Linked DNA regions of Mus musculus: region 1 is linked to region 2. A link is a contact called in public HiChIP or PLAC-seq data. All regions are on one chromosome and are shown on one strand. The core of a region is the stretch at or near the end of the contact, and the rest is flanking DNA. Distances in the headings are between cores, read along the strand shown. Region 1 has its middle 26 kb from the start of Zfp395. Region 2 overlaps Hmbox1 (homeobox containing 1).

Region 1 (3,662 bases), core at 944-3,443, 450 kb before region 2:
TTCAGATGCACCAGAAGAGGGTGTCACATCCCATTACAGATGGTTGTGAGCCACCATGTGTGTGGTTGCTGGGAATTGAACTCAGGACCTCTGGAATAGCAGCTAGTGCTCTTAACCACTGAGCCATCTCTCCAGCCCCCCTGATCCTTTTTTTTTTTTTGAGGGGGGGTTGTTTTGTTTTGTTACAGAGAGACAGTGTTTCTCTGTGTAACCCCAGCTGTCCTGGAACTCACTCAGAGACCAGGCTGGTCTTGAACTCAGAAATCCGTCTGCCTCTGCCTCCCAAGTGCTCAGATTAAAGGCGTGCACTACCACTGCCCAGCCTGATCCTATTTTTTTGAGACAAGTTCTCTCATAGCCCTGAAGCTCTACATAGTCCAGGCTGATCTCAAACTCAGGAGTTTGATCCTGCCAGCTGAGTACTGGGACTTCAGGCTGTGCCACAAAGGGACACCTGGCTCCAAGGGACTCTTAATAAGATAATTATTATGATTATTCAACATGTTGTCTTTGACTTCGTTTTGAGCCTGACCCCATGGGAGCTGCTGAAACTATTAGCCCAGCTTGCTGAGTCTACTGGGAACCTGGGAGGGAGTCTAACTGGAATCAAGGCCTACACTTGGGGGCCCTGGGGAAACACTGTATACTGTCTCCCTCTTGGGCTCTTCAAAGTACTGATTTAGTGATACAATTCTGACGCTTAAGGAGAATAGACAATGTCTGGAAAACTGAAAAATAAGAACTGGTCAAAGGTCACCGTAGTCAGACCACAGGAGTTTAAATGTTTTTTTTTGTTTGTTTTTGTTTTTCCTTTTTTGTTTCTTTCTTTTTTTTTAATGAGGCAAAGAAGGAAATGTTTGGGACCTACAAAAAGCCTGGTATCCACAGCAACACAGCTAAGCAGTCAAGGGACAGTAAATCCACTGAGTCTTTCTGCACAATGTTAGCATAGAACCATTACCCATATTTTAGGATGTGTTTAAAGAAATGGAAGATGTGAGAGCGGTAAGCACAAAAAAGCAAAGCTAGGTGTGAACTGGCTGGTGCTTGTGAGCCCAGTACTTAGAAAATTGAGGCAGGAGAATTACTCCAAAGTCAGGGGAGAGGAGGGTCTCCAGATGTCTCAGCTAGAAGAGGTGCTTGCCCCCAAGCCTGATCAAGCTGAGTCTTGGCTAAAAGGGGATCAACTCCTGAAAGTTACCTATCACCTCCGCACAAGCCACCCCTCCATTGACAAATTAATCAAAAATAGTTTAAAAGCAAGATAGTAAATGATTTATGCAGAATTATCAGGCTTGTAAAGAAAACAAGACATGTCAAAACATGAAACATTCCAGTATATGAAGAATTTGATTTGGGGCTGTAGGATTCTGAGTGCTTTATTTAGGGAGGAATCTAATTATTTACACATTTTCGTGTTTGCCAGTTTATACTGGTAAGCCATTACTTTTTTTTTTTTTTTTTTTTGGCTTTTCGAGACAGGATTTCTCTGTATAGCCCTGGCTGTCCTGAAACTCACTTCGTAGACCAGGCTGGCCTCGAACTCAGAAATCCGCCCACCTGCCTCTGCCTCCCGAGTGCTGGGTTTAAAGGCGTGCGCCACCACGCCCTGCTATCTATTACTTTCTAAGGTGGTGGTCAAGGTTGAAAGTGTTCCCAAACCTGCTTCCTTTCCAGTTCACTGAATCAGGAGAATTTTTTTCCAGGGCCCATCTTAAATTGCTTAAGACCTTTAGGCACACAGACCCTTTGGGGCTGCAGTTGAAGAAGTGGTGGGATTCAGGGGAGGCAGGCGGGGTCACGCGAGTCTCTAGCGTTCCTCTGCACACAGTGGACCAAAGATTCTCCTACTTCCACTGGCTGGGGTCGATGACCCCCGGCAGCGCGAGGCCAGCAGTGTGAGGTCCTGCATTGAGCTGCAGCCAATGTGAGGCAGGCTTCGCACCCCCCCCCCCAACCCCTACTCCCCCACCTCAAGCTTCGGCCAAGCTTGCAACACGATCGCCCCATCATGATCACCTCAAACGGAGCCTCCTGGAGGCCCCTCCCTGCCAGGCTAGCCTTAGCGCGCCGGAGGCGGGCGCGCAGCGCGGACGTGCCCGGGTCCACGGAGGCCCCTACGCTGCTCCGGGCCCGCCCTGCCGGGGGACATCGGGCCAACACAGGGCCTCAGAGGCGGCCTTGCCACGACTGTGGCGCCTCCCTGTGCCCACAGGCGGGCGACTGTGCGGACCGCCAGGGACACCCAGGCCACCAGAACCCAATCGCCCAAGGCGGCCTTGGGGCTGGGCACCACGCCAGGTTTCCTTCCGTGCTTTGCTTTTCCTGGGCTGCCCCACCCCTCACCCCACCCCCCTTGCCTGGCCAGTTTCTATCTTCACTCTGTTTTCAGCCCAAGGCCAAACCTTCCTTCTGAAGGCCTTGAACCCATCCTTCACTTCTATCACCGGCTCTTGCTAGAACATTCAGCGCCATCCCACTGAGCTATCCTCTCAGCGCCAGTAAGAAACATTCCCAGACCAAGAGTAGTCCACACTATGCCTTCACCCTGGGCCGACTGGGCAACTTGTAGGGTCCTCTGTGCAAAATGCAAGGCAAGGGCCTCTTGCTCAGAACCTGAGTTCTTTGCAGGAGACCGCACAACATGGACCCAATCCCAGAATCCTCCAAGGCTGGGGCGCTGCCACCTGTCTCTGAGCCAGCAAGTCAGCCTTGCCAGTATGTTTTCCACCTTCAAGTGGGTATTAGTGAAAGCAGGGTATGAGGGACAAATGTTCTCTCTATTGTGCCTCATTTCTGGAGTCAAAGGTCCTTTCTTCACCTGTCCCTGAAGCATTGACAAGGCTCACTCTGCCCTGATTCATAAAAACCCTTTTCCTGGCCGCAGAGGTGTGTGTGTGTGTCCATCAGCGTACCCCTGTGCCCACAGAAAGGGGCTGCCTCAGTGGAAAAGGCTTCTTGCCATCAAACCTGAACACCTGCTGTGGAGGTCTGCTGTGGGACTTGACTTTCTTCTACAAAATGGGTTGAACGCAGGCCCTCAGGCATGGCCTCAAGTGCTAGGATCCCATGGCTGTACATATATTAAGCCAATGTGCTAGAACTGAGCTATGTATCCCTCAAATGTCTGCCTTCCCTCCTCTTCCCCCTTTCTCCACCCTCTTCCTCCTTCCTTTCCTTTCTTCTTTGAGCAAAAAAGTAGACAGAGCCCGGAGCTCTTTTAATTATAAGATGCTTTGTAAATATACAGGTACCAGTAAGGCCAGTCTCTCTACCACCTTTCAAATTATTTCAGTAGTTACTTGTTCGTTTGTGTGGGTTGGTGGGTGGGTGGGTGGGTGGGGACAGGGGGTGACTTTACCCTGGAGAAACCTGACAGACACAATCTTAGTCAAATCATGGAAACCACAGGTCTTGAGATGAGTGGACTCTGTGTGTTGCCTGGGAGGACACAGTAAGAAATGGTGGTGTAAACACTGTGACACTTCAGTCTCAAAGAAGGAAGCCTGGGTCTAACCACAAAGAAATACTGAACAACTCCGAACTGAAGATAGCCTGCAAAACCAAGAAATCAAGGCTGTGAACACAGAGGTAACTGGAGGAACTGCTCGAGATTGACACAGATGATAACAGAGTCAACCTGTGACCTCTACAGAGAGCTT
Region 2 (3,689 bases), core at 322-2,821:
CTTCCTTAGTCCTTAAGCTCTTAGAGGAACCACGAGTTCTTTCCAGTCCAATTCCACTTGCTGTGTTGTTACCCAGTCTATGATGACAGTTACAGTAATTGCCACCGCCACCACCACTTTTAGCATGCGGCTGCAAACTTAAGCCTTTGGGTATTTCAACCCCCTGCCTCAGTTTTTGTACTTTTGTGGTTACATGCTGGTATCTGAGCCATAGTAGCTCTTTCAGCTCTGCACATGATCTTAGCCAAAAGGCCGAGAAGCGATCTTCCAGCTCTGATGTTCCTTCGGTGGTCCAAACACTGGTACATACTGAAGTGAATGTTAAGAGGTTATGCCTGCTCATTAATTTGATAAAATTGTAACTTGAAAGCTAAAAGTATTAAATTTTATCCCTATACCTAATGTCAGCCAACCCTTTAAGATACATACATGTATATATCTCTTACTAATAATTCATTTTTATAAATGATGCCTTTGTTGCTCGTAAAAGACTTTTAGACATGTCCTTTAATGTAGAAGTCTTAATGGTAAGGAAAGGTGTGAATTTAATTATTTAAGTCTTTAGGTATTTGCCAGTAGGATGGATGAGATAAATTATTTAACTTCAATAAACTAAAGTACAGTGTGTAACACACTATAAGGGTAAATTGTGCAGGCTTTACTGAAACTCACAGTGTAGTAGATTATGCCATGATGGGATGTTGTCTTTGCATCTTTGCTTTAGTTTCTCAGACTACAATCAACATGTGTTCTGATTTGCAACATATAGAGGGACAGCCAGACAAATCTGTAACATGATAGAACAAAATTGCAAAGTTGAATATTTCTGAGAGTTGAATATATTAAAATTTGAAACATCTTATACTTAAATTTGTTTTAGTGTGTACATGCATATATATGTATGTTGGGGTGAAAGGTTTTTTTTTTTTTTTTTCCTTCCTATTGTGTGTTCCAGGGATTAAAACTCAGGTCCTAATCCTTGGCAGCAAATGCCTTTGCCCACTGAGCCATCTTGTCAGCCCAGGAAGTTCTATAATGTATCCCCTATGCCCATTTCTTATTGCCAAATTCTATTATGTATCTTCACGGCTGAATTTAACTACTTTTAGTTTTGAGACTCCTGCCCATTTGCATCTTTATGCATTCCTCCTTAGCACACCTCATTCTATTAGGGTGCTACCTGGCATTAGCGTAGTGACTCACCTTAGGTTTAATCCTCAGAGGGTCTGTCACTGCACACGTGGAAAACTTCACACCCACCTGCCTGGTAGAGCTGGCTGAGGCATACAGGAGCTGATTGGGTTTAGCTCAAACTACACATCAAGAGGCACACCAAAGGTCTGATTCTGGGATGTTTGCCTGTTCAACCATCACATACATTTTTTTGTGTTTAAGAAAGTTTGAGTTTTTTGTTTGTTTGTTTGATTTTGTTTTACTCTACAAAGCAAGAGAGTGAGGAAATTAAAAGCAGGCTAATTTATTTTTTATCTATTGGCTAGCTCACTGAGTTGTTTTTCTCATGTATTATGAATTAGTCACATTTGTGCCCCACCCTGTTCAGCCAGGAACCTAGCAGAAACAGTCATTCTCATGTCTTGGAAGAACAATAAGTTAGTGATTGACCATTACCTAGATATCCTTTTCTGTCGTTCTACAGCAGATTCTTTGAAAATCATTTGAGTTTGACTCTAGTATGTGAGATCAACCATAAGATAAAAATCAGAACGGATGGCGCCTAACCACAGAAAATGCTAAATAAGAAAGTGTAGCAAGGTGCCAAATTACGACACATGTGCTGTTCCAGAATCAAATGCAGAGGCTGCTTTTTATAGATGTGGAGGGCTTCTATAATAAGATAAACAAGAAGTGCAGGGGTGGGGTCTGTATAAATAATATCCTGCTGATAGGAGAAATGACAGTGTAAACAGGATATAATAACAGTGCCTGCTGAATTTCCAGCATGTTATTTGTAGATTCCGTCACAGTTGCAGCTGCTCCCACCATGGGTAGATTTTTACCTCTGTGAGAGGTCGGCCAAGATTCTAGCTTTTCACTAACAATGATAGGGTGTTGAGCATAGCCTTGGCTTTAGTAATAAACATGTATTTTATATTTACTCTCAGCAAAAATGTTTCCTTAGGCTGTTCAAGCATTCCTAAAACAAACAAATAAAAATATAATGATCTCTGGGAAAAAGTGGGGATACTCAGAAAAAAATGAGTAAATAGTCAAAGGTTGGTGAGAGCTTATCATCCAAAGAGATATACTAATTAGTGTTGTGTCTTCTTAAAGAAATAAGAAAAAAATGTTAGCATCAGAATTTAAAGAACTTTATTACAGTTGTGTTGAATTGCTAGGGTACAGTGAGAAGCCAGCAGACACTGGGATTCCATTCTTTCTGACATCCACTCATTGTGTGACCCACACCCTCACTTTCATTATAAAATGTAGGAGTGTGACCAAATGATTGTTCTCTTAGTCCATGTAACGAAATGCTATAAACTGAGTTGAGTAGTGTAGTATACAAACATACACATGTATTTCTCACAGTTCTAAGGCAGGTTCCATGTCTGGGAACCACTTGCTTTTCTGGCTCGTATGCTCCTTTTTCTTTCTTGCTGTGTCTTCACATGGTGGAAAGGGTGAAGGGTCTTCCAGGCCCCTTAGGGTGCTAATCCTATTCATGAAGGTCTGCCCATGTGACAACCCCCTCCCAAAGATCCCCACATGTGAACATCACCATCTTAAAGACAAAGCTTTCAACAAAAGGCATAGATGTTCACATTATAGCAGCTCCATTTTTTTCTGCTTGTCCAGTTCTAGTCTACTTTTAAACTACAACTACATTTGACACTTGGACCATCTTGCTTCTAATCTTTTTACTTCCAACTGTATTCAAATCACTTCCCTTGTTACTTTTCTCTAAAATGGAGAATAATAATAATATATATGCATCAGTTGTTTTGCCAAAAAAAAAAAAAAAAAAAACCCAACCAGTATTGCTGTCTTTCTTAATCAGAGAACTTTAGACCAGGTGTTATAAACCAACTAAGATATCAGTTTAAAAGCTAAACTTTATTCTTTAGAACAGTGTTTGGTTCACAACAACATTGAACAAAAATTTGAGAAACTTCCAAAATACCTCCTGGTCCACAGGGCCTACTCAGTTTCCTATAATTGTCACCTCCCACAGTGGCACATTTTTGGCAGTCAGTGACCCTATGCTGATATGTCATTGGGAACTAGCATTCCTAGCTGGCAGTAGGCCCCCTTTTGGTAGTGCACATGCTATAGGGTCAAACAGGATACACCCACAATTACAATGTGACCTCACAGCCCTCAGAAGTTTTCTGTGCTCTGCTTGTCTGCTTTGCTCTTCCCAGTTCTTGCAACCATGGATCTTTGCCAAAGTGTCTTAGCATTGGAGTCAAGTCGTGATAGTTGTGATAGCTTCCGGCTGGGTTCTTTTAGTTACTAACTGCATTGAAGGTTCCTCTGTGTTGCTTGCTCAATGCCTAGCTCAGGCACTCCTCTTCTTTGACTGCTGAGTAACATCTCCTTGTCTACACTCTGTCAGTTCCCTAAAAGTGGACATGTTACCTTCAAACTTGGTGAACTATGAAGATAATTGTTATTAAAAAATAGAATTTATATCTAAATTAGAATAGCAGTGTAGGTAGAGCATATAT

What was found. HiChIP or PLAC-seq counts read pairs in DNA pulled down with a chosen protein or histone mark.
Region 1: a contact with region 2 is called in a FOXA1 HiChIP or PLAC-seq map of pancreatic cancer cells. The contact joins two enhancer-like sites.

The regions. Positions count from the first base shown.
Region 1 is chr14:65,330,607-65,334,268 of GRCm38.p6, reverse strand. No RefSeq gene overlaps it. Among named protein-coding and RNA genes, the nearest start is that of Zfp395, 26 kb to the left of the region's middle. Within about 2 kb of position 2,193, at least 185 of the 459 cell types and tissues checked have an H3K27ac peak or open chromatin away from gene starts, as enhancers often do. A contact at or near this core is called in pancreatic cancer cells, where this site is marked.
Region 2 is chr14:64,883,028-64,886,716 of GRCm38.p6, reverse strand. The region is part of intron 4 of Hmbox1 (homeobox containing 1); the gene reads left to right. Among named protein-coding and RNA genes, the nearest start is that of Hmbox1, 65 kb to the left of the region's middle. Within about 2 kb of position 1,571, at least 27 of the 459 cell types and tissues checked have an H3K27ac peak or open chromatin away from gene starts, as enhancers often do. A contact at or near this core is called in pancreatic cancer cells, where this site is marked.